2 separate regions of the Drosophila melanogaster genome follow, and region 1 is linked to region 2. Evidence: chromatin contacts called from public HiChIP or PLAC-seq data. All regions are on one chromosome and are shown on one strand. The core of a region is the stretch at or near the end of the contact, and the rest is flanking DNA. Distances in the headings are between cores, read along the strand shown. Region 1 holds the start of bab2 (bric a brac 2). Region 2 overlaps bab1 (bric a brac 1).

Region 1 (4,301 bases), core at 11-2,510, 94 kb before region 2:
CATAGGCGCCGCCTACCGCGTGACGTCACTAGCTGCACTTGCTGCGTCTTTGCCTCCTTTTCTTTCAGCTTTTCCTCGTACTCTTTTCTTTTTTGCTCTTTTCGGTTGCCACCTCCAAGTTTTCGTTTTCGCGGGGCAGCATGGGGAAGAGGAAGCAGAGAAGAGAGTGCAGCCGAAGCTTTTCGTTTGTTTTCGCTCGTCTTTCAGCCGTTTTTTTGTTGTTGCTCTGCTCCCCTTCTTCATGCTGGCTTGTGTGTGCGTGTGTAGGAGCAAGCAGCTTGCTGTCCCACTCGCACTCGCGCCCTCTTACGGCACTTTTAGGGGCGTGGCCAAGTTGTGAGTGTGTTGCTGTCGCCACTTTTTCTCTGCTCTTTTTTGCCATAGTTTCTGTGCCTAAGCAGCAAAAGCAACAACAAGGAGGTTAAGGATGATGCAGAAGAAGAAGAAAGAGGGTTGGCAACTATTTTGAAACACTTTCTTACTGGACATTGGCCAGTTTCTCTTTCTTGCCCCTGCTGTTGCTGTTGTTGTTGCTGCTGCAGCTAGGTTGCAAGTTGCTGTTGCTATTCTCTTCAAGTTGCAGGTGTAGGCTGCAATTTTTTCGCGACCTTAGCATGCTGCTTTGGCGATTTGTTAAGATTTTTGCGATTTATTGGTAAGCATGGCATTTATATAAATAAGAGAACTTATTTCAATAAGTATTCAAACTAATTATAATAAATATGATTCGTTTTTAATTGTAAATGAAGTATGTTGATATAGTAAAAACTACTTTCGCAAATTTATGTGACAACGAAAAAAAAAAGAAACGTTGGGTCTTAGACAATTATATAAAAATCGTAGTGAAATGTATGTTTTTTATGATGAGAAATATGATTCGAATAAAAAACTATTAATCTGTACTAAAATGTATAAAAAAATAACAAAACAATTGCATTCCAGATTAATAAAATATGTTCTCCTCTTATACAATCACGATTTCATTTTAATTATAATTTCTAACATTTCTAAAAATTTCGAAATTTTCAATTTTTTTTCAAGCAAGATCTCTGAAAATTCAAAACAAAGAAAGCAAAGAGCACACTTACTTTCGCTCTTAAACCGCCGCTCTGTCGATTTCCCAATTCGCCGCAAAAACCGGAAAACACCACGCCGGCGCTCTCATTCGCCGCGAGAGAGCGGGCAGCGCAGCTGACGTCGGCAGCGCGGCGTCGAGTTTCATTCAATTTTTTGAAATTCAGTTCGTTTATCTGTGAGATTCAGTTCGTATCTGACTTTCGGCGTGAGTGGAGTGCAGCGTTTGTTTTTACGGCCACTGAAAGCCAGCAACAACAACAATAATACCCACAACAACAACAACAACGACAGAAGCGGCAGCAAAGACAGCAAAGCAAAAGCAACAACAAGTGACGTGCAACAACGACAAGCAGAACAGCATGTGTTGCATGCAGTGAACAAAACAAACAGAACATAAACACAAGTATTCTGTTAATATTTAATAAAACAAGAAAGTGAACTAAAAGTGAACCCATCGAGTGAATACCAGACGAAAAATGTATGTGTGCGTTGATTATTATATTAATTATGGTGCTTTATTTATGACAAATGACTGGGCTGCAATGAAAATCGATTTTATACCTCGACCATGTACTATTCTACATAAGTTATCCAGTGGAAATGCCATCCCCGCCAGACCCCCTCGCACATTTTCCGCGCATTTTCCTTGGCGCTACCAAAGAAATTGTAATTTATTAATTTATAACACAAGCCACCCAGCGAAAAGGTCGTAAAAAGCAATGTTGCTTGGTCGTTTTTGGGCGCCCAGGAAAATTAAGAAGAAAACCCACTCGAAGGAGCAACTTTTCCTACAGCTCCTGCCTTTCCACAGCTCCCGCTTTTCCGAGTGGGTGGCACGCGCCAAAAACAGTTTGTAAACATTTTGCACACAGCGAAAGCCGAGCGAAACACGAGAAAATCCAGACTGTAATTTATTACTTGCTGCATAAATAATAAATAAGCGTTAATAAATAAATACAATATGCAATATATAAATGTGTCCGAGCGCCCGCACACCGCCCCCCCGTTTCTCAACGTGTATTTGTGTTCGTTTTTGTGTGCGGGCGGGCCCACTTTAAGGATACAAAACCTCGAGACTGAATTAAATAAATAAATACAGAAATAATAAATAAATAAAGTGCCCAGCTTGCCTGCTGTTTTATTTTTTTGGCTGCCAACAGCTGCGCTTGCTATAAATAATTAAACGAAAATAATATATTACGAGGAAGCAGGAAAGAAGAGTGTGGAAAGGCAAGAAATCAGGGAGTTTGAAGTATTTAGGATTTCGAGTCAGATACTTGTCAGCAGTTATAATTGTATATGAAGGAAAAAATTAGTTTTTTGCTTCCACATTCACGAAAAACTGAAACTCATTCTAAAACATAATTTTGAATTTATTTAAGGCCAGGCTTTGGTAATAAATAAATGAAAATCTTGAATAATCATAAAATCAGCTTTGATGTGTCGACTTTGGAGATGTGCGAATCTTCTGCATTTGGCAATTTACTTATTTATTTATTTGAGGCCGAGTTTTTCCCAAGAATCATCAAATTTAATGCGAGCAGCCACGATAAAAGCAACAAACATGAATAAATAAGGGGAATAACAAAAGGCGGAGCGCGGCCATAACAATAAACCAAAAGTTGCCAAGAGCAGCAGGAGTAGGAAGAGGAGTAGGACCGATTTTCCTCCGCAGCCCACAGTTCGGGAAACTCTGAGGATTCGGGGTAGCTCATCAGCTCCTCAATTCTCCAGCTGTTCAGCTCTTCAGCTCCCTCGACGATGAGTCCATGGATTCGTATCCGGATCCAGAACAACAATAAAATAAACAAAAATAATAACTGTGGACGGCGCCGAGGAGCTGCGGCCGCAAGATTTAATTGGAATGAAATAATAATAAACATAAAAAGTAGCAAGAAGAAGTATTATAATAACAATAATAATAAATATAATTAAATTTCATGGCGGCAGCAACTTTCCACCCCGACAAAAACGACCCAAGCGAACCGAGCCCAAGTGTGCTGCACAAACACACATAAATTAAAATTATACAAAATATTTAAATAAATATAATTACTTTGGGCCCACTCTCTCCGAGCTCTGCCATAAATAATAATATTTAATTAAATATAAATCTATAGACGGGCGCTGTGCGCATGCAAGTGTATCCAGAGACAACAATACAAAATAAGCAATAATCGCGCGCACACACTTACAAAGCCGCTATATACGCATCCATATATAAATATATATGTATATGCATATATACAATATATATATGTATGTATATAGATATGTGCGTATAAATACAACAATGAGCGGCGGAGACTACGAATAATTGCAGCTCAGTAATATAAATTAAGCCAAATTAAACATAAATAAATGTGTGCTTAGCTTTTAGCTAATAAAGCACATTTCTGGCCTGGGCGTTACAGTGGGTGGGGTTGGGTGGTGGGTGGTGGGTGGCGATTGTTCGGCTGGTGGCTGGCAAATACTAAACATAAATTAATAGAAATTCATGGAAATTTCGACTGGCAGGGAGATGGGGCAAGATTAATAGGCTTATTTAATAGAGTTATGACTAAGAGCACAAATGTGCCCGCTGATTCAGCTTGATGTGAATAAAACACTTGCCACGTTCGTTATCGTTATAGATCCCAAAATATATTCGATTGGCAGGGGGAATAATGTGGCAGACAAGATAAAGCCATATTATAGCCAGCATTCTCTTTGATTGGCAGTTAAATATCTTATTCCGAGTTAATTGAAACAAATTAAATGTATACAAGACTTTCATACTAGCTGTCCATATATTGTATGTTACATATGTCAATCCCGTTCGCACAATCATGTGAGTTTTCCTCTCTTTCAGCTTTGAACTGCTCCCAGGAAAAGTTCTCGTTTCGCCCCCGAAAATGTGTTAGAAATCCCGCAGAAAACCTGCAAGACAACCGATAAGAAGGAAAACTCTATAACAGCACCATGGACATGACCAAACAGATTGTGGACTTTGAAATAAAGTCGGAACTGATCGGCGAAATCGATCAGTTCGAGGCGAGTGACTACACAATGGCTCCACCGGAAGAGCCTAAGATGGTGGAAGAGTCCCCCCAGTTGGGTCATCTAGAGGACCAGAACAGAAAGTACTCACCCGAAAGGGAGGTTGAACCCACTCTGCAGGATCCAAGTGAGGTGGTTGATCAAATGCAAAAAGATACGGAGAGCGTTGGAGAAGTCAAGTCACC
Region 2 (4,272 bases), core at 14-2,513:
ATATTATATACTCTATATACTCATATTATTATGAGGAGGAGTACAACGTTTTGCACAGTGTACCGCTGAGCCGGGGCAGTAAACTATTGTTGTTGCTGCTTGCTTTAGCTGCTTTTTGTTATTCATATAAATTTTATTCCATGCCATTCTGTTGTTCTGTTTTTGTTTGCAATCTTTTATGGGGCCAGAGCAAGTTTGTTGCTGATTTTTATGTGAGCTGCAGCAAATGGCCGAGAAAGCACAGTGCATCTCATCAGCTGGCCGAGAAGACTGGCTGACAGCTTAGCTTTTGGGCTAATTGCAGGTGGACACAGGTGGTGGAGCCCTATGCCCGATCGCCTCTAATTGGTCGGCGTATTCGCAATCCATATCCATTCGGGCCGAACTGCGATACAATTTCGTAAACGGAAGCAATTAACATGGCCCCATAACAGCTTGTAATTAAAATTATAATAAGATGCCTGGCCAAAGATATAGAAAATAATACATACGAGAGCGGTACGTGGATGTATGTCGCTGTTGCTGTGCCGACTCAGCAGATACGAATACAGATACAGATACATTTACAGATACGGGGGACAGAAACAGAAACAGCTAAAGACACAGATACAGATACATATTCGTGGAAGTACATTTATCGAACTGTGCAAGTCAGCAAGTCAGCCAGTCGCTAGACAATTATTTCAAACAAAATAGCGGCGATAAATTTCAATATCTGAACGGAACACGTTCGTAGAAACGGAGAAATAATAACAATAATAACTAAAAACAACTCCAGACGAACGGCAGAAGCAAATGCGCACCCATCAGATACAAAGATACGCGATGACAGGCGGCGCAAGGAACGCAACAAAACCAGAACACAGAACAAAAAACTAAAAACGCTGTAATTAAATTCGTGAGCCTCTAACTGTTGTTGTCGTTATTGTATTGCATATTCCATACTCCCGGGAAACACTTAACAAATGCTGATTAGAGATGAGCGCGTGACAGATATATATATATATATACATATTGTATATTATTTATATATATAATTATTTCCCCTTTTGCAAAATATTTTCAACAAAATAATAGTTGAAACGTAATAATTTACCATCGCTAAGATTCTAAACAGCTGGCTCGCTCACGAAAGTACGAATGGAGATACCTCGCTGCATTTAACTAAGTGCTGCGCTTCTTATTTAATTTTATTTCCACTTGTAAGACAACAAACTAAAGTAGGCTAATTGTTTTTGTTGTAGGAGCTGCGGCACAAGTATCTGAAAGATACGAAAATAACAAAAGACCCCCACAAAAGCGCGGAGAAAGAAAAACAAACTCGTACTCAAGAAAAAAGAGCAATAGACGGAAAGGAAAGCCTGTTCTTTGCTCATTTATTTGCTTCATTTCTGTTTCTGTATATGTATATGTATATGTATCTGTATCTGGATTCATTATGGTTATTATTATATGATGTTGCCGTTGCCTCCGCTGCTTTCTTAGAAATAATGTACAACGAAAATTAATATTATGCAGCATGTTGCGCGATGCAAAGATATAGCGATACAAAGATATACAGATACAGATACAGCTAGAGCTACACAGCCAGAGATACATTTGGCGTAATTAATGTCGGGAAATGCAGACGAGCCGGGCCATAAAAACTACATCGAAGAGCCGAAAAGGGGGCGGGGTTATGGGGGCAGCGGCATCAAGAGAAATTGTTGTAATATTTAATTGAATTTTTCCAAGTCAGCTTTATCCGCTTCATTTGCTGCCCCTCCGCTGCTTTCCTCCCAGTGAGTCATTAGAAAACATAAAATTTAATAAAAATCATAAGTGCTCGGCGGCGGCGGCGGCGGCGTCAATTTGATGTTCAACTCCAGAGGCCATGGGATCTAGTGTGTGGATTGTGGATTGCGCAGCAAAGACCATGTGTTGTAATTTATAAAATGCATCTAGATGCAATTAAGTAAAGCATTAAAGTAAATTACAAACAAATGCGGAAGATGCAGAGCGCGCGGCCAACAGCCAAAAGTATTTATAAGTTGATTTTGATATTAAAAAATAACTCTGCCCGATCCGTGCGCCTCCGAAATGATTTACAAATTAAGGCAGCTGGCTTAGGGAGTGGCCCTACTAGGCCCTATCCTATGCCACACAAATCCGCCAGACAGCCACGGCATCTTTATTATTTTTAGATAAATATCTTTCGATTCCGCCAGCTGCACTTCCTTCTCGCGGTGCGATTCAATTATTTATTTACTTTACGTTTAATACATTTTTAATGCGCGGGAAACCCTTTTTGGCATACATCGCAACTCATCTGGCACTCGATTTATTCCCGCCAGAAACAGATACAGATACGCGTACGTAGCTACAGAGCGATTTAGATACGAGCAGGGGATGCGATGCTGCACCTCGTCATCAATTAGATGTGCCACGAGCTGTGGCAGCGTTTGAAGTTGGCATCGCGACGCTGATGGGAAATTAAGAGTGCAGCTCCTAGAAGGTGCAAAGATGGGGAAATAATGCGAATAATTCGCCAGCAGATCCGTCAGACGGTGGCGAATGGAAACAGGCATGCACTCTAATCGAAATCGAAATATTCATATGAATATGAAAACTGGACTTGCAGCAGAAGACATGCGAATCCGATTCTGCAACGATAGGTCTCGCAAATATTACACTAATTTAATGCCCATTAATTTTCTTAGAAAGAACCCCCATTTGGTTTCGCCAATTTCCCCTTTAATGGTAAATACTTTATCGTTGTAATTGACTTTCCCTTACTATTACGAGCAAATACAGTTGCCATCGAATATGCAGCTGGAAAAATGCAACTGAACTAAAGCAAATTAGACGGAGCGCACATATTTGATTTAGTTACTTGCATTTCATATTCGCCGCCCCCCAAACGTCAAGGCCTTAAAAGCCCATAAATGTCAGGCCACGTCATAGATTCGCCAGGAATTGTTAGATATGGGGGGGTTAGTTATTTTGGGGTGGCGGGGCTCGTTGCTCTGCCGGCTCGTCGACAAGTTGAAATGTCGAAAGCAATTAAAAATGTAGAAAATTCAATCGGAAAAATCTAATTCGATTTCTATGCCGCGTTTTTGCCATTGCCTCGTAGCAACTTGCTGGAATGTTCAGCACTCCGGCTCGGCACACAGATACACACCCACACATTGATGCATGGAGGGGCAATAACTGACATTCTGTGTAGGCCAAGAAAAAATATGGATTCAGCCCGGTCAAGAACGGCTCGAAAAAGAGCGCACTTTGCTGGTCAGGTTTAGAAAAATACTAATGAAATTATATGCCGGCGGATGGCATACATCCTGTATATCCTGCTCTCAACGAACGACAAAGAGTATAAGCCAATAATAGAATTTTCCAACGGGGAAATGGACATTCTTTCCGCCTTCGCAGACGTCTTATTCGAAATAGGACGAGCTGATCTTGGACTAAGTCTGGGCTACTTCCGATCGAACTATTCAATGTCGTTTTTAATGAAATATCTCGATATAAGTTTATTATCTAAAATAATGCCTGTGCATTGTGGGTCTTTTGTTTTGTTTGGAGATCTTCTGCATCGCTGCACCACCTTTAAGTCGGGAAAGTTGAGCGGGAAGAGCGCTGCATGTTTTACGGCCCTGGAATGCGTTTCATTAACACGTTAGCAAAAGGTGCGTAGTAAAAGCCTCCGACACGAACCTACCTCCTGCACCCACATTCCCCACCTTGCAGCCCTTTGGCCACCCGAACCCATTCCACTGGCCATGTGATTTAGCTTTACAAATGAATGCGTCTGGCTAGTGCGAGAAGTTGGAAAAAGCCGATGGAAAGTGGGTGATGTGGGTGCTGCTCCTCCAGTCTGGTCAAAAGGAAAAAAGCCGAACGAACACAAAACGTTGCGCCTGTTATTGGCAACTTCTGTATCTGCAAGTGTGTGTGTGTGGGCTGCAGTTGTGTGTGTGTGTGTGTGTTGGCCATCTGCCCTCACACGCACACCCCCTCAGCGTAGGCTATTTGAACATGGCCAACAGGCATTGCCGGGTCCTGGATACTCCATAGCTTCTCTTCTCTTCTCCTGCGCCTTTTGCCAAAAGCCTCGAGTTGCACATGCACCTAATGCACACACACACACCCACACACACACGCACATTCGAAAAGGGGGCGGAAGGGGTGGCCAGAAGGGAGTGGGCGGTTTAGGAGCCATCGCCTAACCAAATCGAGCCGTGTGTCTGCTGCGGTCGCCGGCAGCAACGCGTTGTCGGCGCTGCGTTT

The links. HiChIP or PLAC-seq counts read pairs in DNA pulled down with a chosen protein or histone mark.
Region 1: an H3K27ac HiChIP or PLAC-seq map of the Kc167 cell line shows a contact between it and region 2, with 6 times the contacts expected there. The contact joins the promoter of bab2 here to the enhancer-like site in region 2. A contact is called at or near these places in 1 of 1 datasets of contacts at CTCF or cohesin (the Kc167 cell line), 46 of 107 Hi-C or Micro-C datasets (the Kc167 cell line, the ML-DmBG3-c2 cell line, the OSC cell line and 18 more) and 6 of 6 datasets of contacts at active chromatin or transcription factors (the Kc167 cell line and the S2 cell line).

Annotation. Positions count from the first base shown.
Region 1 is chr3L:1,174,235-1,178,535 of dm6, reverse strand. It overlaps bab2 (bric a brac 2), which reads left to right and starts at 1,260. Exons shown (of 5, transcript NM_079155.3): 1 at 1,260-1,555; 2 at 3,929-4,301. The coding sequence starts at 4,039.
Region 2 is chr3L:1,080,277-1,084,548 of dm6, reverse strand. All of the region lies in intron 1 of bab1 (bric a brac 1), which reads left to right. Among named protein-coding and RNA genes, the nearest start is that of bab1, 19 kb to the left of the region's middle. Within about 2 kb of position 1,263, at least 23 of the 39 cell types and tissues checked have an H3K27ac peak or open chromatin away from gene starts, as enhancers often do. A contact at or near this core is called in the Kc167 cell line, the OSC cell line, the S2 cell line and 8 more, where this site is marked.